2 separate regions of the Mus musculus genome follow, and region 1 is linked to region 2. Evidence: chromatin contacts called from public Micro-C data. All regions are on one chromosome and are shown on one strand. The core of a region is the stretch at or near the end of the contact, and the rest is flanking DNA. Distances in the headings are between cores, read along the strand shown. Region 1 holds the start of Cxcl3 (chemokine (C-X-C motif) ligand 3). Region 2 overlaps Rassf6 (Ras association (RalGDS/AF-6) domain family member 6).

Region 1 (5,728 bases), core at 1,056-3,555, 180 kb before region 2:
ATATATGGATGATTAGCCTACATGTTTGTCTGTGTACCATATGAGTACCTGTTGCCCTTGGTGGCCAGAAGAGGGCATCAGATGCCCTGGAACTAGAGTGGAGAGGTCGAAATTCTCTTGAGTCAGCACTGGGAAAATTACACTCTTGGGTGGGGAGCAAAAGCCACTACCACATGAACAGAGCCATGACTTAGACTGTGATTTGCTTTTTTAGCTGACTGTGTGGTGAGGAGGAAGAAAACTTGAGAAACGCCGAGGTAACTCATTGGATTAACCTTAAGCAACAGGCCCTCCAAGGAAATGGAACAAGCATTATTTTAAAATATTTTATTTTCAAATTATTTGTAAAAATACCAATAAATATTTAAACTTCTCCATTCTAAGACATAAAGGCATTAAATAGTCACTGTGCCTTATTTTTAAAAAATCACTTAAAATGTCTAAGAAATATATAATGCATTATAATTCTTAAAGCTTTAACACAAAGTTGATATTTCATGTGACACCGTAAGACCATTTCAATAAATAACAACTGATAATCTTGTATAGTTACAAAACTAGATGTGCACATGCATTCTTCCTACACCGGCATGACCTTGTTTGTCTGTTTTTTGACTATCACAGCTGCCACCAAAATGGCCAGCCAAGGAATACTGCCTCAGAAATAGCAATATAACTCCCTAACAGAATCTGAAAATCTCTAACCTTCAAGTTAAGAATAGGCTTGGTTAAACTTAGACTTGATATTAAATAAACATTAAATAAGATGCCATCTTGCAAGTAGATGCAATTATACCCGTAGTTATTTTACATGTGAAATAAAATAGGTATGAACTCTCAGGAGTTGTTAAAAACAAGCAGGTAAAGACACATCCAGACACCGTTGGGATGGATCGCTTTTCTCTGATTTAGAATGCAGGTCCTTCATCATGGTGAGGGGCTTCCTCCTTTCCCGGCTCAGCTGGACTTGCCGCTGTCGTGAGAAGTAAGATGTTTTTATTAGGTGCACAGCATCCTTCATTCTCCTGGGTTTTCTGAGGACAGCCTGCCCTAAGGACCCTGGCCTGTGATGCCTGTGCCACAGAGCAAACACCTCAGGCTTGCGGATGCTCTCCTACAGGACAGAGATGAACAGGGGACCTGGGGTCTCAAAAAACGAAAGCTGTTGAAGCAGATTGTCTGTCACACCAGGTCTCACTTAACTTATGAAGCGCTACTATTTTTTTTTATTAAGTTTCAAGATAAAATTTCCAGAAAGAAATAGATAATAAGTTTTGATTATATATAATCAAAGTTTTGATATTACACACACACACACACACACACACACACACACACACACACACACACATATATATATATATATATATATATACTGAGCCACTGCAAAATCTCTGCTTTTCCTCACTAAATATTAAAAATTAGAACCTGTTTCCAAACACCACGGACCTGCTTTTTAGAACTAACTAGGATTGGGAGGCCAAGGCAGATGAGAATGTTCTAAAAAGCAGTGCTATCTCCCTCTTATGCGATAGAAAGAGGCTCCAGGTAGGGATAAAAGATCCTGGAAAAATCCTTCAGGCACCACAGTAGGCTAATTAATTATCAAAAACAATTATTATAATTGTAAAGATAATAATCACTATTGTAGTTCTGTGACTTTCCCTGATAAGATTCTCGAGAGATAGAAGCCAGTACTCTGATGAGGGTTATCACGTGCAAACAAAGCACCACTCACCTCTTCAGTATCTTCTTGATGATTATCTGAAGCCTGGGGCCTTGGGGGTTGAGGCAAACTTCTTGACCATCCTTGAGAGTGGCTCTGCACAGAGAAGTAGGGATCGTTATTAAGGCTCGAGGTTCTGCTGGGGTGAGCTTGGGGCCGCAGGAGCATCTGGGCTATTCTGGCCATGGTAGAGGCTATCCAGGGAGACACTCACATGACTTCTGTCTGGGTGCAGTGGGGTCCTGGGGGCGTCACCGTCAAGCTCTGGATGGTCTCAAAATCAACCCTTGGTAGGGTGTTCAGGCACTGACAGCGCAGCTCACTGGCCACAACAGCCCCTGTAGGAGAAGACACCGGGTCAGAGGGGCTGGGGATGGCTGCGCCCACCTGAGGCTTCCCCAGAAACATCAGCCTCGAATCCGAATCCCACCTGTAGCCTGGTGGTTGGTGGCCAGCAGCAGCAGCAGGACCAGTGCAGCACTGAGGAGCCGGCAGGTGGGAGGGGCCATGGCGCTAGGCTGGAGTGTGGCTGGAGTCTGGAGCGCGGGAGCTGGTGCGAAGGGCTGTGGTGAGATCTGGGGCTCCAGGGCCCTGCGAACCCCTTTTATACATGATGACTGGAAGAGCCCGAGCCCGGGCTGGGGAAATTCCCCCCGCAGCTCCAGGTCCCTGTCTCAGAAGGAAGATAGGGCCCCACCCCCGGGCTCTTGATGAGTGTGTAGAGGACACACGTGTGCTACTGGTTCCCTTCCTTCGCTTCTTGCCCACTGTGGGACCCTGAGATGAGTCCTGTCTCAAATGCCCCCTTTCCTACTCCCCATTCCACCCCACCCCACCACCAAGGACAGCAAGTGTGCCTGCGCTGGAGAAACATCCTGTGGGGTGACCTTTGGTGCAGAGACTCCAAAACACCGGAGCAAGAGGGAAGAGGTTGAAGGTAGAAATCCGCCACTGGGTGGCGAGAGGCCAATAGAGAAAAATAATGAAGTGACAGTTGTGGGTGAAGGCTTTGCAGCTCAGAAAGAGCTGGGAGACCTGAGGTTTGTACCCAGTCCTCTTGTGAATACATCCTTTCTGCCTCTGTCTTTATTGTTGTTTTCGGTGAGCTTTCAAAGCTAGAAACTTAGACACCTAATAATTTGTTTGATTTGTTGTATTTTGACATTTTCACACAAACACACACACACACACACACACACACAGAGAGAGAGAGAGAGAGAGAGAGAGAGATCCTGCCTCTATGCCATAATTCCTTCCATGAAAGAAAAATAAAATCTAACGTGTGTTCTCTGGGTTTTCTTTCACTCCGATTTCTTTCTTATTCGTTGACAAAAGCTATTAGTAACTGCCTTTAAGATGGAGAGGCATACCCTAGAGCAGAGCGTTCATGTCAAGGCCATAACCTCAGCATCTGAAACTCCTGATTGTGACTGCTGCTCAGAGAACACCACCAAACAAGAACCTTGGTCAAGGGTGAGGTGGTGTGCTGGAGAGTGCGCTAGACACTAAGGCTAAGAAGGTGTGCACTGTTAAGGCTAGTATGTGTACCCCAGTACTTTTCGCCTCCCCTTTCCTTCCCTACCCATCCCCAGGGCTCCAGTTCCTCACAGGAAACACACCCAAACGGCACCAGCTACTTATGGAGGTGGAAACGTGCCATTCTCAAGCTACGGTAAGTGTGGCTGACTTTTCAAAAAAAATGATTAAAGGATTGGTTGGTTGGCTGGCTGATTGACTGACTGATTGATTGATCGATTGATTGATTGAGGCAGGATCTCTCTATCCAACCTGGCTTGAAACTTACTGTACAGTCTAGGATGACCTTGAACTTGAGGTAGAATTGCTGGGCCACCCATTCAAGCACTGGTGTTACAGGCATTACAACACCTTATTTAACAATGTTGAAAAGTTATAAATTAAAACAGTTACTCAAAGATTTACTAAAAAATTGAAATGGCCATGTATATTCTACTGGAAGGTACACTTTTGCGCGCATGTGTGTGTGTGTGTGTGTTTCTTGGTGTCTGTGTGTGTTTGTATGTGTTTGTGTCTCTGTATGTGGTATGTTTGTGTGTGTCTTGTATGTGGTATGGTTGTGTGTATCTCATGTGTGGCGCATTTGTATACGTGTTTGTATGCATTTGTATGTGTGTCTGTATTATATGTGTCTGTTTGCGTGTGCATATGTCTGTATTTGTATCTGTGTGTGAGTCTCTGTGTGTGTCTGTGTGCTGTCTGTGTGTGTTTGTGTGTGTGTGGTGAGAAAGATATATCACTGAATTATTTTGTCATCACACTCAGTTTGTCTATAAAAATGAAAATTTGAGTAAATAATTCTCTTGTTTATTTGGAAGAATGTACAAAATTATTAATGGGGGGGTGTCAGACAGGGTTTCTTTGCGTAATAGCCCTGGCCGTTCTGGAACTCATTCTGTAGAGCAGGCTAGCCTCAGATTTACAGAGATCCACCTACCTCTGCCTCCCAAGAACCAGATTAAAGGTACGCAGTACCACTGCCTGGCTCAAAATCAATAATCCTTTTATTCATCATTTTAGTTCTCTGGTGATATTAGATATATATAAATGCATTCTGACTGCGCTCTCTCTCTCGCTCTCTCTCTCTCTCTCTCTCCATCTTATCCATATTATTCCCCCTCTTAATGAATCCCTGTCTCAGATGTCATCCAATAGGACCTTAAGAGAATAACTAGAATGATGAAATGCTGTATTAGGGAAAGGGGAATGTGGGAGAGTGCACAGGCTGTAAACATTTGACCGACTGATGAAATAGCCACAGTGGGCTGAGTTCCTCTTTCCAGCACCATGGCCATGAGTTTTCTAAGGTTGAGTAGAAATTTTCCCAAAAATATGGAAGTGGTTCTTTGAAACTTGAAAGGTATGGCACATTATTTTCTAACAGTGGATGTGATCTGTGCTTATTTCTATAAAGCTTACAAAGTCAGAAAGACATAGCAGTTTTTCCTCTCTCTTAACTCCCCCCTCACATTCCCATGTAATTTACATAATTATATTCAGTCCTTGGAAAATTCTGGAGTCATTGCACTCTGTTTTTAGATAAGGAAACTAAGACTTAAGGAGGTTAAGCGCTTTGCTTAAGAGTACCTGCCTTATATTGTAAAGAGAGAGAACCGGACTCAAGTTCTTTTGACTCTTGCATTCATTTTAGTTTGAGTTTTTTGATTTTTTTTCTTTTCAGGTTTTTCCATTATACTATCTATCTCTCCAATATCTATAATACCCCTCCCCCCTCTCTCTCATATACATATAATCTCTATATCATGTCTATTCTCCCTATATATTCTATATTTATTTCTAGTCATATTGTTTCATAGTATATACTCATGGTGGATTAATTAGAAAAGTTTATGAAGTACAGGTAAAAAAAAAAAGAAATCTGTGCTTGAAGTGTGTTGTCTTAAAGGACAGTGAGGGGCAGTGTGGTGGTGCCTTCAATCCCAGCCCTCTGGACACTGAGGCAGAACACAAGCATAAGGATCAGTCCCAGCTACATCATGAGCTCCAGGCTGGCTTCGGATACATAGCAAGATGATGTCAAGGACAACAGCTGAAATGGTGGCGTGTTTGTTACCTCAAAACAGGAGCCCACAGGAATGGGAGTCATTGTTCATTGATGAGTGACTAACTGGTCATCTTACCTTTCTGTCCCACTACCCAGAAAGTCATGTCACCTTAGGTTCTACTGCTATTTTCACAAGGCAGCTCTAGAATTTTCAGGTCTTCTTTTTATTATTTATTTTTAATAGACTCTTTTCAAATTTCACATCACGCACCACAGTCCCGCCATACCTGCCTCTGCCCTTGCAATTTCCCCCTACAAGAAATAAAAGAAGAGAAAACAAAGGAAAAAAACAAAACAAAACAAAAAAAATCTCACCACCATGGAAGCTGTGGTATAGACCAAGGTGTGTCACACACACGATACTCTTTATACCCATTTATCCAAACAGTTTCACTTGTAAG
Region 2 (6,058 bases), core at 409-2,908:
TTCTTTTGTCTCCTTTCCATGGCTGAAGAGATGAAACCCACAGATAATGAAAAAACTAACCTCACTAATTCTACATTCTTATTTTAGTTCTTGGAAAACCCAAGAACTGAATGAGAGATAGGAACAAAAGGAGTTGAGAACAACTATCAAATAGAATTACAGTAGCTGAACTTGGAAATAAGTGTTTGTTGAATCAATGCATGAACAAATGTGAATGAATGAATGAATGAATGAATGAATGAATGAAGCCATGTAGCTCCCTCAGTAGGACCAGAGCTTTGTCTAAATAACTGAAATTAAGGTCAACTTATTTGAACTAGTAAAGTCAGACCCTATATTGAGAGGAAGAAGTTCATTTGGAGTTTATGTAAAGGTTTTTCTTTTTAATTTCAATGGATACAAATGTTTTCTTATCTAAAATGTAAGGTTACTGTTAGCCAGTGTCAAACATAGTCCAAGAATATTGAATGAATGTTTCCAGAAATAACAATTCATAAGCTTTAAAATGTGTACCATCAGCTAGTGATGAACGCTTGTTCTGTTCTTCACTGCCGCTTCTGGGATGATTTATCCACACGTAGATCCAACCTGCCCATTAGTCACTTAGTATCGGCTTAGTTAGCAGGTCCACCATGGAGGCTCCATAGTGTTAGTCTTCAGGTAATACTTCAGCAGGGGATGTAAATGCTCTCAAAGAAGTATAAAAGCAATAGCGCTGACAGTTTTATTAAATTATATTGTGGTTGCTCTATCTTGTTACTAGTGATGCTTACCTCTTACTCTGACTAATTTATAAATTAAACTTGATTATAGATATGTATGTATATGTATGTATAGGACAGATAGATGAACATATGGCATTATATACCATTAGAGTGTCACATGTTCCTTGGGGTCTGGGAATGTATTCACCATGGGTAATGGGGCATGGCTCTCCTTTTTGCAGGATGGGAGTTCTTGGACTCTATTGCCTCTAAAACAAGTCAAGGGAAGACCAAAAGACAAAATTGCCTTCTTTTCTTTGTCTAGGATTAACATTTACTGTGGTCCATTCCTTATACATTTGCAGAGCAGAGAAAGCTAAAGAAGACCGATGTCCCACTGCTGCAGAGGTTACTACAAGGACCATCCAAAAGCAATGCTCGGATCTTCCTCATGGATAAAGATGCAGAAGAAATCAGCAGAGATGTATGGGCGCCCGTGGTCTCTGCATGTTTGCGTTTGCGTTTGCGCTTGCGCGTCTCCCACTGACAGGGTGCTTCTTAACCTAAAACCTCCTGTTTTCCTTTCCAGGTGGCTCCGTACATTAATTTTCACTTTTCTTTCTTGGAATCCATCCTTCAAAGATTAGATGAAGAAGAGAAAATGGAGATTGAGAGAATTATGGCAAAGTGAGTCCAGAGTGGACCCCTGGATATTTCGTCCTTCCGTAGGTTTCATGCCCTCCCGGTACCCAGTTTTTTATATTCTTGCTCTCCTTTCCAGATTCAATACCGAAAGGGCCTTTATCCTGAAGTGTCTACAGAGTAAACAGGCAGCTAAAACGGAGACCACAGTCTAGAAGCCCTGCTCAGCGGAGTTAGAGGGAGCACTGCAGAATCCGTGTGTGGTCTGCTCTGCATCCTAATATGCATGGCTCTGAAGCTTTGGACGAACGAATGCCGAGCAGCCTGCTTCCTCTTTGAAATGCAGAGGTTGGCTGCGGTTCAGAGTTGGACTAAGGCAAGATGGGACTTCATTTCAGTAACTGAAGGGAAGCCTGCACACTGCCCATTCCAAATGTCCTCGATAGCAAGTTCTCGGGTGAGCTCAGACTCAAGTGGACTCTGCTCTTATCACCTGGTTTAAGCTTGTTTTATCTTGCGCTCTTAAAAGAGCCGAGATACTTGATGACTCATAAATGACGGGAAGTAAACATTTCCAGTTCCTGATGTCAACAAGAAACACATTCTCAAGCCATCAGCGATCTGAACTGACCCTGTTTCACAGCTGTGTAAACATCTGAGCATTTTCATAAGATTTAGGAATAGATCTACAAGGGCTGATGATTTTAAACTCTGAAGTATCAGAGTACCCGACCTTTTAAAATAAAGTGGTTTTGGATTTTTGTAAAGAAACCTAAACTCGAGGCTGGAGTGATGGCTACGTGGTTAAGAGCATTGACTACGCTTCCAGAAATCCCCAGTTCAGTTCCCAGCATCTACAGGGCAACTGGCAATTATCTGCAACCCCCGTCCTAGAGGATCTGGTACCCACCTATGTGGGCATTGCAAGCACGGGGCACACAGACACAGAGGGAGGCAAAACAGCTATATATGTTATAAATAAACAAATATTATTAAAAAAAACCTAAACTCTGATTGTTCATGCCCTTCATTTGTCCCCACACCCTTCTGTGCAACTAACTGATAACATCCAAGCTGTTTTAAATGTCTTTAAAAAGGGATTATAGTCATTATCTTTCTTTACCCTTGTAAACAAATATATACCACAAACATAAAGTATACTGTGTTTGCTAGGAGAGGACTTACCGCAAATGCATCTTACCGCAAATGTGTCACTGTTGCAGAAGATTCCTGCAGATAAAGCCATGCTACTATAGCTGAGCCAGGCAGGACATCACAGCATCCTTGCTGTTGTATAAGACCCTCTTCAGGGTCTCACAGGTCTGCTAATCCCACCTGGAAAAGCAAAAATACTATGGGGTTTTATTTGTAAACTTATATCAACAAGGAGGTTTAATCAATATTCTTCTATCCCCAAATGACTTCCATTTGAATTTCGTCTGACATTGTTCAGTCGGGTTACCTGTACTACGGTGAGGTTGTATTATCAACATTAAATTGTGGAACAGTTCTAACAGTGAGTTAATCATGGTCAGCATCGCCAGAACTCGGAGTCGGAATCTGGCTGACAGGATAGCAACAGTGTGGCCTTTGTGTCCAGGGAAGCCTACCTCACTGGTTGAAATGAAATCTTACATTTCTAATGTTTTGCCTATTGATCAAGAAAGGAATGGTTTCATCTCACTAAGAATGGACCAAAAGATCGTAATATATTGGAAAACCTACCCAGGTATGATGGCATATCCTTGAAATCTTACCCTCAGGAGGTGAAGGAAGGAATATTTCTATAAATCCAGGCCAGTGCAGACTGCTTAGTAAGCTCCAAGCCAACCTGTGCCTTAAATAAGGCCCTATCTCAAAATGAGATATATGTATACATACAAATTATGTACAAAGCCCAGCAAGCCTTACAGAGGAAAGGGAAGATGGTATGAAAACTCATAGGAGAGAAATGCAAATAACTACTAAGTGTATTCCAAGTATCATATTCAACAATGACCAACTGCATCATCAGTTCAAATCACTAGAGAGAAACCGTGCAGTCACATAAAGTGAGTTTAGCATGAAGAATTATTTAACTATGATAGGACGGCAACAGAAAAGATAGAAATAGAGCTCTAATGGGTACCTGGCAAAGCCAGCCTCACACAGCCCTGTTTTGAGTGTTCGTAGAGATGAGGACTAAATATAGACACGAGGATTCTGGCTAGTGATCTGACCTACACTGGGTTCTAGTTATACCACCACTGCCTGAATCAAAAACTGGATAAATGGACCAGGTAAACAGAACCGCAGAGCTCTGCACCTCACAGGCTGCTAGCACTGGGGAAAACACGGGATAAAGGGTGAAGAAGGAAAAATCTGGTCTCCAGGAGCCATGGAAGCCTCAAAGACCTCCAACGGCTATGTTTTTACAGTACGCCCTCTGCTGGCAACATATGATATTGTGTAAGCTGCAAAGGAAACTTCTGAACCCCCACCACCCAGGGCCGATTTCAAACTGAATTTGGGCAGAGAAAATAAAAGCTACCATATCAGTGCAACAAGATCCCTAGCAAAGATTAAACTATTCGGCAGATAGTGACAATGTTTGCTGCAGCAAATGTTTTTCCCCCTTTAAGCACGAGTTAGATGTTAAATTTATCCTATAATTTATTTATAATTCTATTTATAAGATGTTATATGGGCATCAGAGATACAAAGGCTTTCTTCAAAGTTGTTTACTGTGCTGATGCTGCAGTCATTAAAATTATATTTTAATAGTAGAGCTAAATTTTCTTTATAAATATAAGAATATATAATCATATCATAAAATACTCATCCATTAGGTTATTATTTGTGTATTTGCACACTAATGCTGTGTATCCACTCACAAACTCAAAACAAGTTATGTATAGATTATAGAATTATTTGTGATTCGTGTTTCTCCAACTTTTTATATTTGTTGAAAATTATACAATAATGCATTTCAATCAGGAAAGAAAGTAAGCTGCATGAAAGTTATCCACAAAGAGTAAGAAGTCCATGCAAGAATAGATTCCCACTAGATATTTTTAATTAGTCAGACCTTAGCTTTGTGAGATTTAACAAGTCTTTCCCATCTCCCAAAATCCTTCTGCAAATCAGCTAAACATAATGATTGCCTTTTATTTTTAATTGAGAGACAATTGGAAAAGTGTGTCATCTAATGTGATGCTGTCGGGGAGGATGTGGAATGATTGATCCGGCAAGCTAATCACATCACGTGCTTATCACATGCTTTCAGCATCTAGGAGTGCTAAGGGACAGAGCAAAGCAGAAGGGAGAGCGTGTGCCTCAGAGTTGCTAAGGCTCCCTGAATGCTCTGCTGGGTCTCTTCCTCAGGCATGTGATGGCCTGAGCCCACCGGGAAAGCCTGTTTGATGGGGCTCTGCTGCACCTGTTTATGGAAAGCCAGCAGTCGCTCCTCTGGAGAGCTCTGGAACATCGGTTCTCTCAGACGTGAATATCTGGACTTCAAAGGCCAGAACTTATCTTCCTAACACCTTCGGTGCAACTTCCTAAGCAACTCTGAGCCAGAAAACCATTCCCTGGGGTCCTGGTCTTCAGAAACCGTGAGATCAGAAACCTTAGCTGTGCTGTGTGGCTAACTGCTAAGATGGCTGCACGGACCTGGATAACTAATGCGGTTTCTAAGGCCAAATCTATTTCAGCTGGTTTTGCATGGTGCAAGACCATAGATGTTTTGTCAAAAGAAAAAAAAAGTTATTTCCTTGTTTTAGGCGATCCAAATATGTCTTTGTCAGTTACATATGAACTAAAATTAAACCCCAGATATCATACCATAGTTATTAATCATAGAGTCTGTTGCATTTTACAGTTGTACTTTTTGTATTTCATACTATGTATTATATATAGGATATGCTCAATAAAATGGATAATCAGTTCTTGAGTTAACTATCTAAAACACTCATAAACTCAACTGTGCATTCTTCTCTTTATTCACAAGTCTGATCCAGTAGCTAGAAATTTTGCTAGGTTTTTCACTTAACATCAACTGCCCCCACAAAAATATAAAAGCCACCCCAAATATATTTTATTACCTCAGGACTCTGAAGTATTCAGTTAGCCGGCATTACTGTGGAAAGTAGTTGCAGGCTGTGATTGGTGTGAGAAGCTGAAGGGGAGGCATGCCCTGAGCGAGGCGGCTGATGAAGGGGAGAATTGGCAGGTTTAACTACTATGTTTAAGTATGAACATGGGAAACATGTGATAGGATAGAGTAGTTAGAAAGGAAACCTTCAGCTCCATCCATTTGTACGCTCACTGGTATTTAATACGTTAGGGTTGAGTCACTGATATCAATATTTGAGGGAAAGAAAAAAAAAAAACCCTGAGATTTCATATAGCTGTTATACCATTTGCCTTCTGCCTTTCAGTCTCATGAAGAAATTACTCTTTGAATCATATGTTATATCTGAGGAATGTAATCCTTGAAAGGCTACGAGATTGACTGAGACATTAATTAGAAGAAACAGATAGGATTTGAACCCATGGGTGGTTGTTAAGGGTTGAATTCCAGGAGACTGGTTCCAGGACTCTGCTCAGACATTAAGGATGCTAAAGTACTTCCCTAAAAGTGGACAAGCTGCTTGTAGCCTGCCACCTCCCACTTACTCCGTCATCTCCAGCTTACTTTGAACAAGGACAAGGTAAGTGATGTGTGACTACTG

Evidence for each region. Hi-C and Micro-C count contacts between places; a contact is called where the count stands out from the background.
Region 1: a Micro-C map of the G1E-ER4 cell line shows a contact between it and region 2. The contact joins the promoter of Cxcl3 here to the enhancer-like site in region 2. A contact is called at or near these places in 18 of 39 promoter capture datasets (the 3T3-L1 cell line, 3T3-L1-derived adipocytes, the C10 cell line and 12 more), 1 of 15 datasets of contacts at CTCF or cohesin (the G1E-ER4 cell line), 43 of 484 Hi-C or Micro-C datasets (the 4T1 cell line, the AML12 cell line, the C10 cell line and 29 more), 4 of 115 datasets of contacts at active chromatin or transcription factors (acute myeloid leukemia, bone marrow-derived dendritic cells, microglia and 1 more) and 4 of 9 other capture datasets (adipose tissue, liver, macrophages and 1 more).

The regions. Positions count from the first base shown.
Region 1 is chr5:90,782,678-90,788,405 of GRCm38.p6, reverse strand. It overlaps Cxcl3 (chemokine (C-X-C motif) ligand 3), which reads right to left and starts at 2,305. Exons shown (of 4, transcript NM_203320.3): 1 at 2,157-2,305; 2 at 1,941-2,064; 3 at 1,739-1,822; 4 at 313-973. The coding sequence starts at 2,235. The coding sequence ends at 958.
Region 2 is chr5:90,599,376-90,605,433 of GRCm38.p6, reverse strand. It overlaps Rassf6 (Ras association (RalGDS/AF-6) domain family member 6), which reads left to right. Exons shown (of 11, transcript NM_028478.3): 9 at 1,070-1,188; 10 at 1,294-1,391; 11 at 1,486-2,358. The coding sequence ends at 1,561. Among named protein-coding and RNA genes, the nearest start is that of Gm42109, 17 kb to the right of the region's middle. Within about 2 kb of position 1,658, at least 32 of the 459 cell types and tissues checked have an H3K27ac peak or open chromatin away from gene starts, as enhancers often do. A contact at or near this core is called in the G1E-ER4 cell line, bone marrow-derived macrophages, colorectal tumor organoids and 1 more, where this site is marked.